Linked DNA regions of Mus musculus: all the other regions are linked to region 5. The links are chromatin contacts, called in public promoter capture Hi-C maps. All regions are on one chromosome and are shown on one strand. The core of a region is the stretch at or near the end of the contact, and the rest is flanking DNA. Distances in the headings are between cores, read along the strand shown.

What was found. Promoter capture Hi-C pulls out the DNA fragments that hold promoters and counts their contacts.
Region 1: a promoter capture Hi-C map of liver shows a contact between it and region 5, with 2.1 times the contacts expected there. The contact joins the promoter of Pm20d2 here to the promoter of Smim8 in region 5. A contact is called at or near these places in 2 of 39 promoter capture datasets (both in liver) and 1 of 115 datasets of contacts at active chromatin or transcription factors (astrocytes).
Region 2: a contact with region 5 is called in a promoter capture Hi-C map of cranial neural crest. The contact joins the promoter of Rragd here to the promoter of Smim8 in region 5. A contact is called at or near these places in 2 of 39 promoter capture datasets (cranial neural crest and liver).
Region 3: a promoter capture Hi-C map of liver shows a contact between it and region 5, with 3 times the contacts expected there. The contact joins the promoter of Lyrm2 here to the promoter of Smim8 in region 5. A contact is called at or near these places in 3 of 39 promoter capture datasets (cranial neural crest and liver).
Region 4: a promoter capture Hi-C map of liver shows a contact between it and region 5, with 4 times the contacts expected there. The contact joins the promoter of Ube2j1 here to the promoter of Smim8 in region 5. A contact is called at or near these places in 2 of 39 promoter capture datasets (both in liver).

What each region holds. Positions count from the first base shown.
Region 1 is chr4:33,188,431-33,191,130 of GRCm38.p6, forward strand. Pm20d2 (peptidase M20 domain containing 2) reads right to left here and starts at 1,307. Exons shown (of 7, transcript NM_001034867.2): 1 at 501-1,307. The coding sequence starts at 950.
Region 2 is chr4:32,981,644-32,984,343 of GRCm38.p6, forward strand. Rragd (Ras-related GTP binding D) reads left to right here and starts at 1,355. Exons shown (of 7, transcript NM_027491.2): 1 at 1,355-1,964. The coding sequence starts at 1,820.
Region 3 is chr4:32,798,968-32,801,667 of GRCm38.p6, forward strand. It overlaps Lyrm2 (LYR motif containing 2), which reads left to right and starts at 1,292. Exons shown (of 3, transcript NM_175364.4): 1 at 1,292-1,368; 2 at 1,643-1,783; 3 at 2,176-2,700. The coding sequence starts at 1,324. The coding sequence ends at 2,256.
Region 4 is chr4:33,029,978-33,032,677 of GRCm38.p6, forward strand. It overlaps Ube2j1 (ubiquitin-conjugating enzyme E2J 1), which reads left to right and starts at 1,403. Exons shown (of 8, transcript NM_019586.4): 1 at 1,403-1,639. The coding sequence starts at 1,609. It overlaps 4933421O10Rik (RIKEN cDNA 4933421O10 gene), which reads right to left and starts at 1,346. Exons shown (of 2, transcript NR_036602.1): 1 at 880-1,346; 2 at 1-544.
Region 5 is chr4:34,777,038-34,779,737 of GRCm38.p6, forward strand. It overlaps Smim8 (small integral membrane protein 8), which reads right to left and starts at 1,329. Exons shown (of 3, transcript NM_001330757.1): 1 at 1,242-1,329.

The sequences.
Region 1 (2,700 bases), core at 57-2,556, 1.6 Mb before region 5:
AAGAGATAAATTGTTTGTTGCAGAGGATTACATTACTGCCACTGGCGGGTGAGCCGAGCTGAGTTGTGACATATAACCTTGCTCACAGAATTAAATACACTATCCTAAAGAGTAAACACAAGATCGGACCTGCCCAAGACAGACATGCACGACATTTTCCTGCTTAAAGAACCGAGACGCCTGTTTAATATGAAATAAAATGTACACTTAAATATGAACCTATCTACGTAGTAAATGTTTTGTTAGCTTCTCCGTTAGTTCTGCTCTTTAGTGGTTTGGCAGCCTGGTAGTTCTAAACACTGAAATTTACTATACAAATACCAATTATTCAAATCAAAATCTTTTGTTTGTTAAGTCTCCATTTATTTCCTCCAGATAGCACACGACCCAATGAGCAAACTGCAGCTGTCTGCCACCAAAAATAACCGGTCTGGTACTCCGACTGGTCTGGCACTCCGGGCTGGATCCGGCACGCCCCGCGCTGGCCCGGAGTGGCTCACCTTGACCGGCGGCGGCGCAGCGATGCTCTCCAGCGCAGCCCGCAGGCCGAGCGCCGCAGCCACCCCGACCTCGGCGATGAGGTTGTGGCCGCAGGCGTGGCCCAGGGCTGGCAGCGCGTCGTACTCGCACAGGAAGGCCACCTGCAGCGCGCGGGGCCCCGCCGCGGACTCCGGCGGCGCCCACTCGGCACGGAAGGCGGTGGGGAGCCCGAAGTGCGGCTGCACCGCCCACGAGGCGGCCGGCGGCTCGCACTCGAAGAAGCGCGTGAGCTCGCCGTGCGCGCGGTGCTCTTCGTAGGCCAGCTCGGGCGCGCTCCAGATGGCGCGGCTCAGCGCGCCCAGGCGCTCGGCCGCCTCGTCGATGCGCTCGGCCGCTCGCCGTTTCAGCAGCTCCAGCTCGGCGGCGCTGCTCGTGCCGGGCTCGGCCGGCCGCTCCACCACCGGACCCATGGCGCGGGCGTGCTGCGGTCTCTCCTCGTCCGCCCTCTGCGAGGCTCGGCGGCGCTCGGCTGTCTTATCTGACTTCGGCAACGCTCGGCGCCGCTCGGCAGTCCTTGCCAGTCCTATGCAACGCTCGGCGGCACCTTGGCAGCGCTTGGCCGCCCTTGGCAACGCTTAGCTGTCCTTGGCAGCCCTCCGCAAGGCTAGGCGCCTCGGCAGCCCTTGGCAGTCCGCACCGCTCGGCTGTCCTAATCAGTCCTCGGCCGCCCTCGGCGGCTTCGGCGACCAGCGCCCCGCGCTCGCCCACCGTACAGCACCACCCTAACTCTAACTTAACCCCCCACCCCCCAGGTCAGGAGTTGCCCTGTAGCTCCGCCCTCAAGGCTCGGCCTGGAGCTGGGGCGCCAACTCCTAAGAAGAGGAATTGTATAGGACAAGTTTTATCCAAAATTTTGATTGACAAGCCCAAGTAACATGATTTGCACAGCTTGTGTTCATAACGGGTCTAAAGTTACCCGATGAGGAAATTCAAGAAGTCATACTCTCCTTTTCCTCCAGAGTGATACAAGTTCAAAATTGTTATTGATGATACACACCTAATAATTAGTAGTCTGAGGTTTTCTTGTATTAAAAGCTTCTGCGTGTTCTTCCTATTCTACCCTCTCTTAAATTGCCACAACTAGGTCAAATAAGATACCATATATATATATATATATATATATATATATATATATATATATATATATATGATTTTTTTAAGGAGTGCACGCCTTTAATCCCAAGCATTTGGGAGGCAGAGGCAGGTGGATCTCTGAGTTCGAGGCCAGCTTGGTCTACAAAGTGAGTTCCAGGACAGCCAGGGCTATACAGAGTAAACTCGAGGGAAGTGGAAGGAATGAAGAGAAGAAAAAGGCAGACTGTAATCAATTTTTACTAGTTTATACCCTAAAACGCCAGAGTCCAGGTCACACTCTAACGTGAAAAAAACTGTCCTTAGTTAACACCCTAACCGAATGAAACTTTTCCCTAAACACAATAAATGTGATATAAATTCATGAATGGACTCACTTTCCTTTTTTAAAACTTTTTTTAACATTTTTTTGTGTTATTTTGTTTGTTTTGTCTGAATGTATGCGTGCACACCGAGTCTGGTGCCTGAGGAGGTCAGAAGAGGGCGTCAGATCGCCTGAAACGAGTTACACATGATTGCGAGCCACCCTCTGGGTGAATGGGAACTGAACCCTGGTCCTCCAGCCCCACCGTCATTTTCTTAACTTTACTCTTGTAACTCCTTTACAGGAGTCCTCCAGCATCTATGAGACTCCAGATTATTTTGCTCAGTGAACTGGCTAAAAGCCAGAATAATGTCAAAATAATAAGATCACTCACTCTGCACCAAGTGCTTTTCTGGATGTTTTAAATGTTAATACCTATTTCTCATCCCAACCTATGAGGTTTTTAGTGTGACTATTATCTTCAAATTACAGATGGGCATCCAAGATTATACAACTCACTAAGTACTGGGCACAGATTTCCACAAAAGACAACATCTAACCACTACACTTGATTGCTTGTGACATCTGAATTCACAAATCATCTATTTATATCACAATGGACACAATCATTCATCTTCAATAAATTTTTACAGCAGAGCTCTGCCAATAGCAGTGGAAATCCTGTTTGTTCTCATTAGACAGCTACACACAGGCTTGTGTATAAACTTTAGAGACAAGCTGCTATTTAGGTTGCTTGTTACAAA
Region 2 (2,700 bases), core at 105-2,604, 1.8 Mb before region 5:
AGGCTGCTTCCTTCCGGTGGGGAGAGTAACGAGAGTCGGCTTTCTCCATCCACCCTTTGGCCTCCACTTGGTTTCAGTCTTCCTTTGCCCACGGGTTTCTGGGTGTGTTGGACCAATGGCAGTCATTCCCAGGAGACCACACAGAGATAGGAAGAAGGAAAGCAGCCAGGGCCCTCTTCTGTTATCTGCTTGGCCAGAGGGTGGGGAGGGTGGGGGCGGGGATGTGGGGTGGTGTGGGGGTGCTGCTACCTGGCTGCTCTACAGAACTGGCTCCCTTCACTTCCTCCCACTAAATTTGGAGGTGGTGTGAGCTTCCCACCTGATAATCTTTGACTGTACTCCCTAAATTCTGCTGCTTATATATCTGCAAAACTGTTTCTTCGCTCAAAAGCCTTTTTCAGTTCACATCTTTGTATGTGGCATAGGAACGACCTTGACCATGCAGACAAGAGTTCTACTGCCTCTCCTTGGAGAAGCTTTCCTGTTGAAAGCAGCCACCCAGTTAGAAGAAATCCAGGACATGCGTCACGGATTAGTAACCCTATTCCTACCCAGATTTTTCCGAGGACCCCTAGGAAGCCCTGTCCCGGGCCGCAAGTGTCCAGGCTGAGCTGCCTTTCTCCCCACCTGCTGAGCTGCTGGCACCTGCAGGATCCGGATCACCTTGCTGGCCCGCTGTTTAACTGAAGGAAGTTTATGCACGTGACTTTCTCCTCTCTCTCTCTCTCTCTCTCTCTCTCTCTCTCTCTCTCTCTCTCTCTCTCTCCCTCTCTCTCTCTCCCTCTCTCTCTCCCTCTCCCCCTCCCTCCCTCCCTCCTCTTCTCTCCCTCACCCCCCACCCCAGAAAAGGGTGCTCACACTGTGCTGAGCAGCTGGCGAAGGAGGAGAGCACCTCCTCATCCCACATCGCTTCTATTCCAATCTGAGAGCTGCCCCTCACCTCCCACAAAAGCCCTAAAACACGTGGGACTACACCAATGAGACAATAGCAGTTGGGGCATAAGAAGCCCCGAGGGCGTTATACACTTTAGGTTTTCCCGAAGGTTGCAAAGGAATCATTTAGTATAGCATGTTTATATATAAATCACGAGACATGTGACTTCTCCGGAAACATGTCTACGTAGACCACAGTTTGGAGTATTCTTGCTGGGAAATCCTTTGAACTAAAAGGCACTTTAGGAGGCAGCTGCTATGGAAACTACCCCACCACTGTGCACTTCTCCCAGCTCCCGCAGGCTGGAGTGGCGGTGGGGGTGGGGCCTGAGTACCGCACAGTTGAGGGGCAGCCTAGTGGGGGTGGGGTAGACTGGGGTGGGGTGGAGGTGGGTGGGGTGGAGGTGGGTAGGGTGTGGGTAGAAAGCCTGAAGACCGCAGCACAAGCCAGGGGCACTGCAGAAAGCAGGCGGCAGGGTCCGGGTGGTCCCCGGGCCACGCTTGCAGAGAAAGCGAGCAGAAGTCCCCGAGGGCGGTGGCCAGTGCGCTCTGGACACCCGAATTCTCTCTAGGGGGAGAACGTGTGTGGCCGAGCAAGCGGTGGCTGCGGCCGGCGAGCGCGCGCCCGGTGGTGCTGCGTGTGTGTGTGTGTGTGTGTGTGTGTGTGTGTGTGTGTGTGTGTGTGTGACAAGCGTCAGGTGACTCGGGTCACGCAGTCACTCCCTCGCGCTCCCGGGGAGAACTGCCGCGCTCCGGCTGGCTTCTCGGGCAGCAGCGGCAGGGAGGGGGCTGGGCTCCACTGCCACCCCCTTGCTCACCAGGCGCGGCCCCAGGGCGCTGCGGGCCACTCGGCCCACGCGGGACCTTGGAGGCAAGCGTGGGCGTGATGAGCCAAGTGCTGGGCAAGCCGCAGCCGCAGGGTGAGGACGGCGGCGAGGACGAGGAGGAGGATGAGCTGGTGGGGCTGGCGGGCTACGAGGATGGGCCCGAGTCCTCGGACGCCGAGCTGGACAGCGGGCCGGAGGAGGGAGGTGAGCCAACCGGCCGAGCGCTCGCGGTCCCCGCCCTGGGAGCGATGTGTGTGTGTGTGTTGGGGGTGGGGGGGATGCGGGACGCGCGGGTCCGGGGCGCTGCGGTGGGGGAGGGGAGCGGCCGGGCTGCAGACGGCGGCGGGGAGCAGGGTCGGATGTCGAGCTAAAAGAAGCAGCTGGCGGCAGCGTGCCGGCTGGGTCGCCCACAGCTGCGCGTGTCATTCTTCCCCGCCGTGGCCGCGGGAGGGTCTGCGGCGTGGGACCGGGGCGCTGGGGCGGGGCCCGCGCTGCAGGTGGTATCCGCGTCTCCCGGGAGACCGCGGGGTTCTAGGTCCCCAGACACCCTGAATGCATCTCGTGTCGCACCCGGGGGTGGGCGCCTGGCGAGCAATCCTTGGCCGCTGAAGCCAACTGTTTGTTGTTGCCGAAGGAGCTGAAGTTAGCCTTTCGGATTGGGGGCTGCTTGCATTTCATTCCCGGGACACAACAAAGAAGTTGAGTTTAGGATTCCAGAATGTTTTTCTTTAATTTAAAAAAATTTTTTTTCCCCACAAAAGCGGAAGGTCACTTTAAAAGGTCAGTTGAACGGGGCTGTTAACGTTCTCCGAGTTGTAAATATCCCAGAGAAAGGATTAATCTCTTTAGTGTCTCACACTAAAGAAACCGAGGAATGAAAGTACCCGTGACAGGAGTTTTAAGAACTTTTATTGAGAATCTATCGAACGGAACTTAAAAT
Region 3 (2,700 bases), core at 42-2,541, 2.0 Mb before region 5:
AGCTTTGGCGCTGAGAGTTATTTGAGGCAAGAACCTACTCTCAGTCAATTAAGTAACACTGCATTGACCTTCAAAGCTTTCCTACTCAAAGTATAAATCTTTGAGACAGGGAGTATATATCTATATGACAACATTGCCTGTGGCTAACATGAGTGTAGAGAAAAGAATGTACAAAATACCTGTTCTCGGTGCCCAATTTAGACCCAGCACTAATTATGAATCTTATAAATATCCCCAGGTGATGTGGAAATTAGCTCAGTGCCTTTCCAAGGGTCATAGAAAATATCCTAACAAGAAACTACTGGATCTGCCAGAACAACAACATAAAAAGCAAAATTTATAGCTTGATACCTGGCCGAGATAAAACAAGACTGATCGAATTATTTAGACAATAAAAGACCCTGCATTCAAAAAGATTACTACAATGACCTGAGAAAGTCATGAATTATTTAATAAATGATCTTGAATTTTTAGTCTAGTGGCTGGAAAAGAACTTAGATCCATAGTGTGTCATAAATGAAAATAACTTACGTGGAGTAAATATAAAACTGATCATAATAATACACTTTTACAACAGCTGTGAGTAGAAGACAATATTGTAAAGTCTCAAAAGAAACAAATATGTTAGCCGGGCATGGTGGCGCACGCCTTTAATCCCAGCACTTGGGAGGCAGAGGCAGGCGGATTTCTGAGTTTGAGGTCAGCCTGGTCTACAGAGCGAGTTCCAGGACAGCCAGGGCTACACAGAGAAACCCTGTCTCGAAAAACCAAAAAAAGAAACAAATATGTTAATGTAGAGTTAAAGCTCTCTATATAAAGAAATTATCCAAGGGCCATTGAAATGGCTCAGACATTAAAGGTGCTTTGCCCCAAACCTGATGATACAGGTTTGATCCCCAACGTCCCATGTTAGAGAAAAATTGAAAAACCAAAACAAAACACGAGAAGCAGATTCAATAACCTGACTTCTGGGTATGTGATGTGGGGGACAAAAACAAAAAAGCGAGAGGGCACACGAGTAGGGAAAGCGCACGGAGTCGCAACGATCGAGGCGACCTGCGTGCTGTAGGATAAAGTGTAGAGAAAAAGAGAAGCTTCCAGGATGCAAACGGAATTTGCCAGCATAATGGCGGTCTTCTCAGTTATACACAGCAAGGGTGCTCAAAAGGCACACATTTTCTCCCCTCCCGTAAAAGCGACCGAGCTCCTGGGTTCTCCGCGGAAAACCCAGGACTCGCGCATCCGTCTCCTCCTTCCGCTTCCGTGACCAGGGTGCCCGAGGGCCACTTCCGCTCCTGAGCCGCAGCAGCTTCCGTGGGCAACATGGCGGCATCCCGCTTGCCTCCCGCAGCCCTGACGCTGAAGCAGGTACTGCTGATCTCTCAGCCCCGCGGAGGTGTCCTGTGTGGTCGCGCTCCCCCTGCGACCTGGCTCGCCGCGGCCACCGCGGGCCTCGGCCGACAGCCTCAGCCTCCCGAGGGCGGAGCTGCTAGGCGTGCCCCGCCCTCGCAAGCCGCCCGCCCGCCGGTCCGCAAGGATTCTCTCTTGTTCTGTTTGCTAGCGAGGACCAAAGGGCTATTTCTGCTTGCTGAGTGGAGCCGGCTGGTTTGTGGTAACTTGTCTTTCTCCTTCCCTTGAGCAGTTCATGAGAAGGCAGCAAGTTCTCCTCCTCTACAGAAAGATTTTGCGAGCGATTAGGCAAGTTCCAAGTGATTCTGACCGAAAATACCTTCAGGATTGGGCCAGGGAAGAATTTAAAAGAAACAAAAGTGCCACAGAAGAGGTGAGAGCAAGACCACGCTGGGGCCACGGCTCCTTTGTCCCATTGTATCACTGAGCTTGTGAAGTTTAGCGAACACCTTGGAATATGCCACAGAGAATTTGCTCACTGCCCACTGGGTATTTTACATTTGTTTTGCAGCACATCTGGCTTTGTATTGTGTAGCCTAGCGTCCAGCTTTCCACTTCACACTACTGTTTTTTTTTGGGGGGGGGGGGTGGATGGGGGGAGTGCCTTTTGGTGACAGGATTGAATGTAGTGCCTTGGGCATTGGTAAGCCCACAGCTACAACCTGTAACAGCCACTGTTGGTTCTTGACTGTACCAGATACAATAATAGAACTTTGCCGTGGTTAAGCTGGTAAAACAATGACTAGATTGTCCTTTCCTCCACAGGATACAATCCGAATGATGATAACCCAAGGCAATATGCAGCTAAAGGAACTAGAAAGGACGCTTGCCTTAGCCAACTCGTAACTGGAAGATTTTTCATGTGTTTTGCACAGGCTCCGAGCCACTGTCATAGAGCACCCAAAAAGGTGATAATCACTCTGATCAAGAATATAAGTGAAGCGTGTTAATATTTCCACTACAGTCCGTGGCTGTAATAATTAAACGTGAACTAATGTCAAGATGAGAGGTTGGAATCCTCAATTGCTCAGAGGGAAGGTGAAATGGCAGCCCCTTTGAAAAACAGACGACTAGTTAGCAATTCTTAGAAAGGCAATGAGGACAGGGCTGGTAAAGATAGCTCCTCATGAAGACTCTTGCTGCCAAGGACAGAAGTTTGGTCCCTGTGACACTCATATCGTGGAAAAAAAAAAAAAACCACTCCAGAAAGTTGCCCTCCGACCTCCACACAGGCACTGTGGCACACAAACCAAAATGAGTGTATGTTGTGATGTGATCACAAGCTGTTAC
Region 4 (2,700 bases), core at 153-2,652, 1.7 Mb before region 5:
ATTCTTCCAAATTTTAATTTGGGATGGAATCTTTTTGTTTGCTGAAAATTGTTACTTTCTTCTAGGAGGGAATTTGTTCTGAAGAAACAAAGTATTCTTTTGACAAACCTACATTTCTGGGAAAATTAATCTTTCCGACCCAGTTAACAGTCAAGCAATTAGTAACTTTTAGCATTTACTCCTTTTTTAAAAAAAAATCATATTTACCCTCTCTGTACATGTTTATATTTAGAAAAAAATTAAGAGTTGACTTTTCTCTTGCAGTGATTATAATTAAGCTTTGCCATGGGCCCATAACTCAATGCCGGATTTGTTGCTGTCTTTTACCTAAGGAAGAGCCCCCAAGGACGAGGTGATGTGGCTTCAAGAATAAAATAAAAGAGAAACATCCTTATCTCCATTGTTGGGAGGAAGAGGAGAGCCTCAGGGCAAAGTGCCTTCCGAGTCTGGCTGGCGGGCGGATGGGAACGACTACACCCCCTCGGCAGGCCTGGTCATGGGGCCGGTCGGAGCAGCGCAGGTTGCTGGATGCTAAATTTGAGGACTGAACACAAAGAATGAAAGCTTAATGGAGAAGCACATTGAAGCTCGGTTTTGCTTGCTTCTCTATTCTTCAGATTATCACCGTACTATTCAGAAAACATCGCCTTTAATGGCTTAGAAGATGCCACTTAAATCTTTTTTTTTTCCCTCCTCCTTCAGACGGCTGGGAAAAATTACTGACATTCCCACAAACACATTTGACAATGTTAAACAAGAACACTAATCTGTCTAATTGGTTAATCTTCATTCCACCTATAACCTTCTCTAATCTCCGCTGGCTCCCTCCCTTTTTTGAGGCCCTTTTATCTCGGTAAGCCGTCCGAACCAGAACCTTACTTTCTCTGTCCTCCATGATCCGAAAAGACAAACGCACCGCATCTCTTTCAGACCGACCTGTCCCATTTATGCGTTTTTATTAACATTCCAGGCGACCCCTTGGTTTTATTTCTGGGAGGTTCTGATGCACCCCGAAAAACGCTGCCTTAGCTAACCGCACCGCGGAGCTAGGGGCCACTCCCGTCCATCGCACCGAGGCCAACTGCGGGCTCGGAGAAGCGCACATCACGGCGCCGCAGTCCCAGGCCGCGCTCGCCCGCCCGCCGCTCCGGGCTGCGCCGTTCCTCCGAGCTCCCTGCGAGCTCCGCGGGAACCCCTGAAGGGCCCGCGGCGAGTCGGTCTCCCGGGCTGGGCCGAGGGGACGACGAGGGTGCCGCCCGTCTCCCCAGGGCTGCCGGGCGGGCGGGATTCGCGGGACCGCCGCTGCCGAGTGACCGACCGCCACGAAGCGCCCGCCACGTCAGGCCGACTTCACAGACCCGGCGCCGGCGGTGACGCAGCGGCGCGTCAGCCGGGACGTCAGTCCCGCAGGCCGTCCGCAGCCCGGCGCCCCGTTCGGCGACGCCCCGGCGCCCGGCCGGCCCTCAGGGAGGCGGACCCCGCGGCACGCACCTCGCCCGCGGTCGGGCTGGACTGGGCGGTGTCAGCGGAGGCCCTCGCTAGGCGCGTCCGCCGCGCGAGACCCGGGCAGCTGCGGCGCCGACGAGAGCGGCAGCGGGGACGTCCGCCATGGAGACCCGCTACAACCTGAAGAGCCCGGGTGAGCCGGGCTGGGGCGGCGGGCGGGCGGACGGGCGGGGGACCCGGGACTCAGAGCGCGGCGCCTCGGCCCGCTCGTGTCCGCCGGCCCTCGCGGCTGCTCCGGGCTCGCGCTTTACGCGAGGCCGCGGCCGGTCCGGGGGTGCAGGCCGCAGAGCGGGCGGCCGCTGCGGATCCCCCGATGCGCTGGCGCTCCTCCGCTCCTGGCCTCTTCCTCCCGGTGTCTGCGGAGCGAAGCAGGAGACAGCCGAGCCAAGGGCAGGTGCGAAGGCGACGACGGTCCGCACTACTGACCATCCCTGGCCGCATCTGCGTCCTTCGTGTCCCCTCCGCCTCTGCCGACGAACTTTTGTTAGGTGTTTGACTCACATTTGAAATATCCCATTTTTATTGTGGTTGAAATATCCAATTTCAGTATTTGGGGGAGAATTTATAGACGTAGAAAAAAAAAATATGTCCTGTAGCTAAACTAGTTGAGCTGTGCACTTGGGAATTAACCATGATTTGGGGGGGTTGATTGCTACTTTGAATTTCTTTCCTTCAGTTAATGCCCTCAGACAATCCTGGCCTCCAGTTATTTTCTGGTGCACTAAAAACAATGCCAAAAACAAAAAACAAAAAACCCATTATCAGTTGTCATATCTTTTAAGGCAGACGTAGCACAAATTACTGGAGCCTAAAAAATGTACTTTGATAATTTGTCAGGGGGAAAAAACTCCTCCCTGTTAGCTCTGAATAATAAGCCTCAGGGTATTGATGATCATTGAACTAGAACTCTCGTCACCGTTTGTTTTCTTTCCCACACTGCTTCTTAGTTTGGACTTAAGTCTGATATCTTTATGGGAAAGAGTTGGTATTGTGAATCTTTTTAAAAATATATATATATTTTAAATTTTTAGAATATATAAAGGAAAAGCCAGAGAATATTGGCTGAACAGAATGTTGTTAGCTTGAATGCTGATAAGTAAGTGGCCTTAGGGACCAGATGTAGAATTAGTCATTTCTACGGTGTTTGTTTAAAATTTGACCACGCCTGTGTAAGAATTATATGGCTGAATTTTA
Region 5 (2,700 bases), core at 79-2,578:
AGTCCCAGGTCCCAGTGAGAAACTCTGTCTCAGAAAACAAGGTACGTGGCCCTTGAGGAACATCATCAGGCTGACCTCTGGCTTCTACACACATACTGCACATGTGTGCATGTGAACGAATGAACTATCCGTGTCTGTACACACCAAATTCACTAGAACAAGATTGGCATAGCTACCTATATTATATTGTATGGGGAAGTATGAAGATATAAACAATGAGAACTGGTTTAGGAAAAGCACTCTATTTTCAAATATATAGAGAACTGCCTCAAATGGACCAAACATTCAACGATAGTATAGATACTCTTGTTATTATGTTTCACATACTATACTCTTTTAGTGCTTAAGAAAGTAAAAGTCCGGAGTAGGACACCTTCAATAGTTTAGATTAATATGAGAAACTTTGAGAAAGAATCAGGGCTTTATAGCTTGAGGGAACTAAGTAAGCTTAATCTCAACTCTGGTGCTTCTAAAGGAATTTTTTTTTTTTTTTTTGAGTAAGTGACAACTCTGATTCCACCTTAATAAAAGGAATGATATTATACACTGCAATATTACAGATGTGTATTTAACATTGTTAACATTCTTAAAAGGAAAGATGTTAACAAAATAGCGGTCATCCTACAGATAGTGTGCAACCTTCCTACCTTCGATGCCTTTTCACTACTAGGGTAGGATAATCCAATTCTTCCCATTGTAGTGGACTCCTATTCCATCAGCATCTTTTTCCAAAACTGATTTTTGAGGAAAGTGTTTTGCATTTATAAAGTACTACCAGACGCAGGACCCTAAGATAAGCCCAGCACTAGAGAGGCAGAGGCAGGCGGATCTCTCTGAGCTCCAGGCCAGCTTTGTCTACAGAACGAGTTCCAAGACAGCCAGCCCCCTGTCTCACAGTGGGGAAATGAGATCGCTTAGATTTTAAAAAATAAACTCTATCGTTTTTACTGTAAAATATAACTTTAAAGTGAAAAAAGAAAAACACCACACACAAAACCCACTTTCCACCTCGTAATTTACCCCACTCATGGATTGGGGAAAGAGTGTCACTGTGGCAAGGACCTGAAGGCTGTAAAGCTTTTCAGACCGCGGTCAGATACCCAGGCTCCTACGGAGCTCAGTATAAATCTTCATAAACAAGTGTGAAAACTTGTGTGGTCGGCGGGCAGGCTTCCCGGCAACCTACCCTAGCATCTTCTGCAAACCACAACCCTCCCCTTCGAGGGCTGGCGGAGCCTGACCTTGGGCAATTGGGAAGCCGGGGAAGCTTCAGCTCGGACGCCGCCAGGCTCAGAGACTTCCGGCGTCCCGTGCGAACGCCCGCTGCTGGACTTTCCTTCCGGTTCGCCCGGTGCGCGCCCAACCAGTGCGCGTTCCCGCCGGGGCTCTAAGAGCCGCACCACAGCGCCATCTATGCTCCGGAGGCCGTAGAGCAGGGGTCCGGGCCGAGCCCTGGCATTGGAACTGCAGGAGCCCTTGGCTTTGGAACCCAGATGAGCAGTCTGGTTTGATTTCTTGGGGCCTTTGACTTTCAGCCTCTCACATTCAAATAAGCTTTCGTTTCGTGGGTTTCATGTATATTTATATAAAGAGATATCCAGAATTGGAAATGGGACCTAATGGCACTTAATGGAAATGGAAAGATTCAGGCTAGAATCCAGCTGCCTCCAAGAGAAGGAAGTGCAGTATCGCCAAAAAGGAGTCTGGGGCTTTATAGGGTGCTTTTAGTTGAGCAGTGGTGTGGCAGAAGAGCTTTAAGAGAAAAGGGACTGGAATTAGAAGTTTTACATGTGGTGGTGAAGGGTTCGAGTCTTTAGAACCGGGACTGTGGTCAGTCTAGCCGTTCTGAGACAGGGATCATCTACCATCACTTGTGTAAAAAAAAAAAAAAAAAAACACATTCAAATTGATCAGAGATTACTAATCAGAGTTTCCCAAATTAGATCTCCAGGGGTTAAAGAGACTTCTCACGGGATCTCTGATAGCACTGACGATTTTGTTTTTCACATAGATATTAATAGTTCGCTTATATTTAATTTCAAAAATCATACATTATCAGTATTTTCTCAAACACGGGTTTTTTTTTTTTAAGTAATATAAGTCCTAGCCTTATTTTACGAGGACATCAAGCCAAAGTATATGATATAATTAATGGATTATCAGTTGACAAATGTGAACATTGTTTGTGGTAATTTTCAAAACCAATCCTACTCTCTCTTTTCTATGGCCTCCCATCCTGACTCCTGAGTTGTCCTGTGAAGGCTAAAGGTATATTTTAAGTTTAAATTATTGTGTGCTTTAGGCATAAAACAGAAATGTCTCTAAACTGTAAGCCCCTCTTGGCAAGAACAGATAGCTTCTTGGAATGCTGGGAGCTGTTGCTCCTGTAAGACAACAAGCCACTTGTTTTCACTTCTGTAAACAAGGCTGGTTGTCTCAGCTGCACAGGATGTGCACACATAGGTGGGAGGTGTAGGCAGGAAATATGTCAGGATGTATACTTGCCCCTGATTACATAAAAGTGGGATGTATATAGCCTTGTCAGTTTTGATTGTATACGCTTCTGACTAATGTAATTTGTTACTCTGGGATTCCTGGATATGGCCTTGGGCAGTGTCCCTTGTCCTGGCCAGTATTTAATAAAGCCTGCTTAGCTCAAAAATTGTGATAGTAGTCTTATTCTTGCCTTGTGGGATTAAC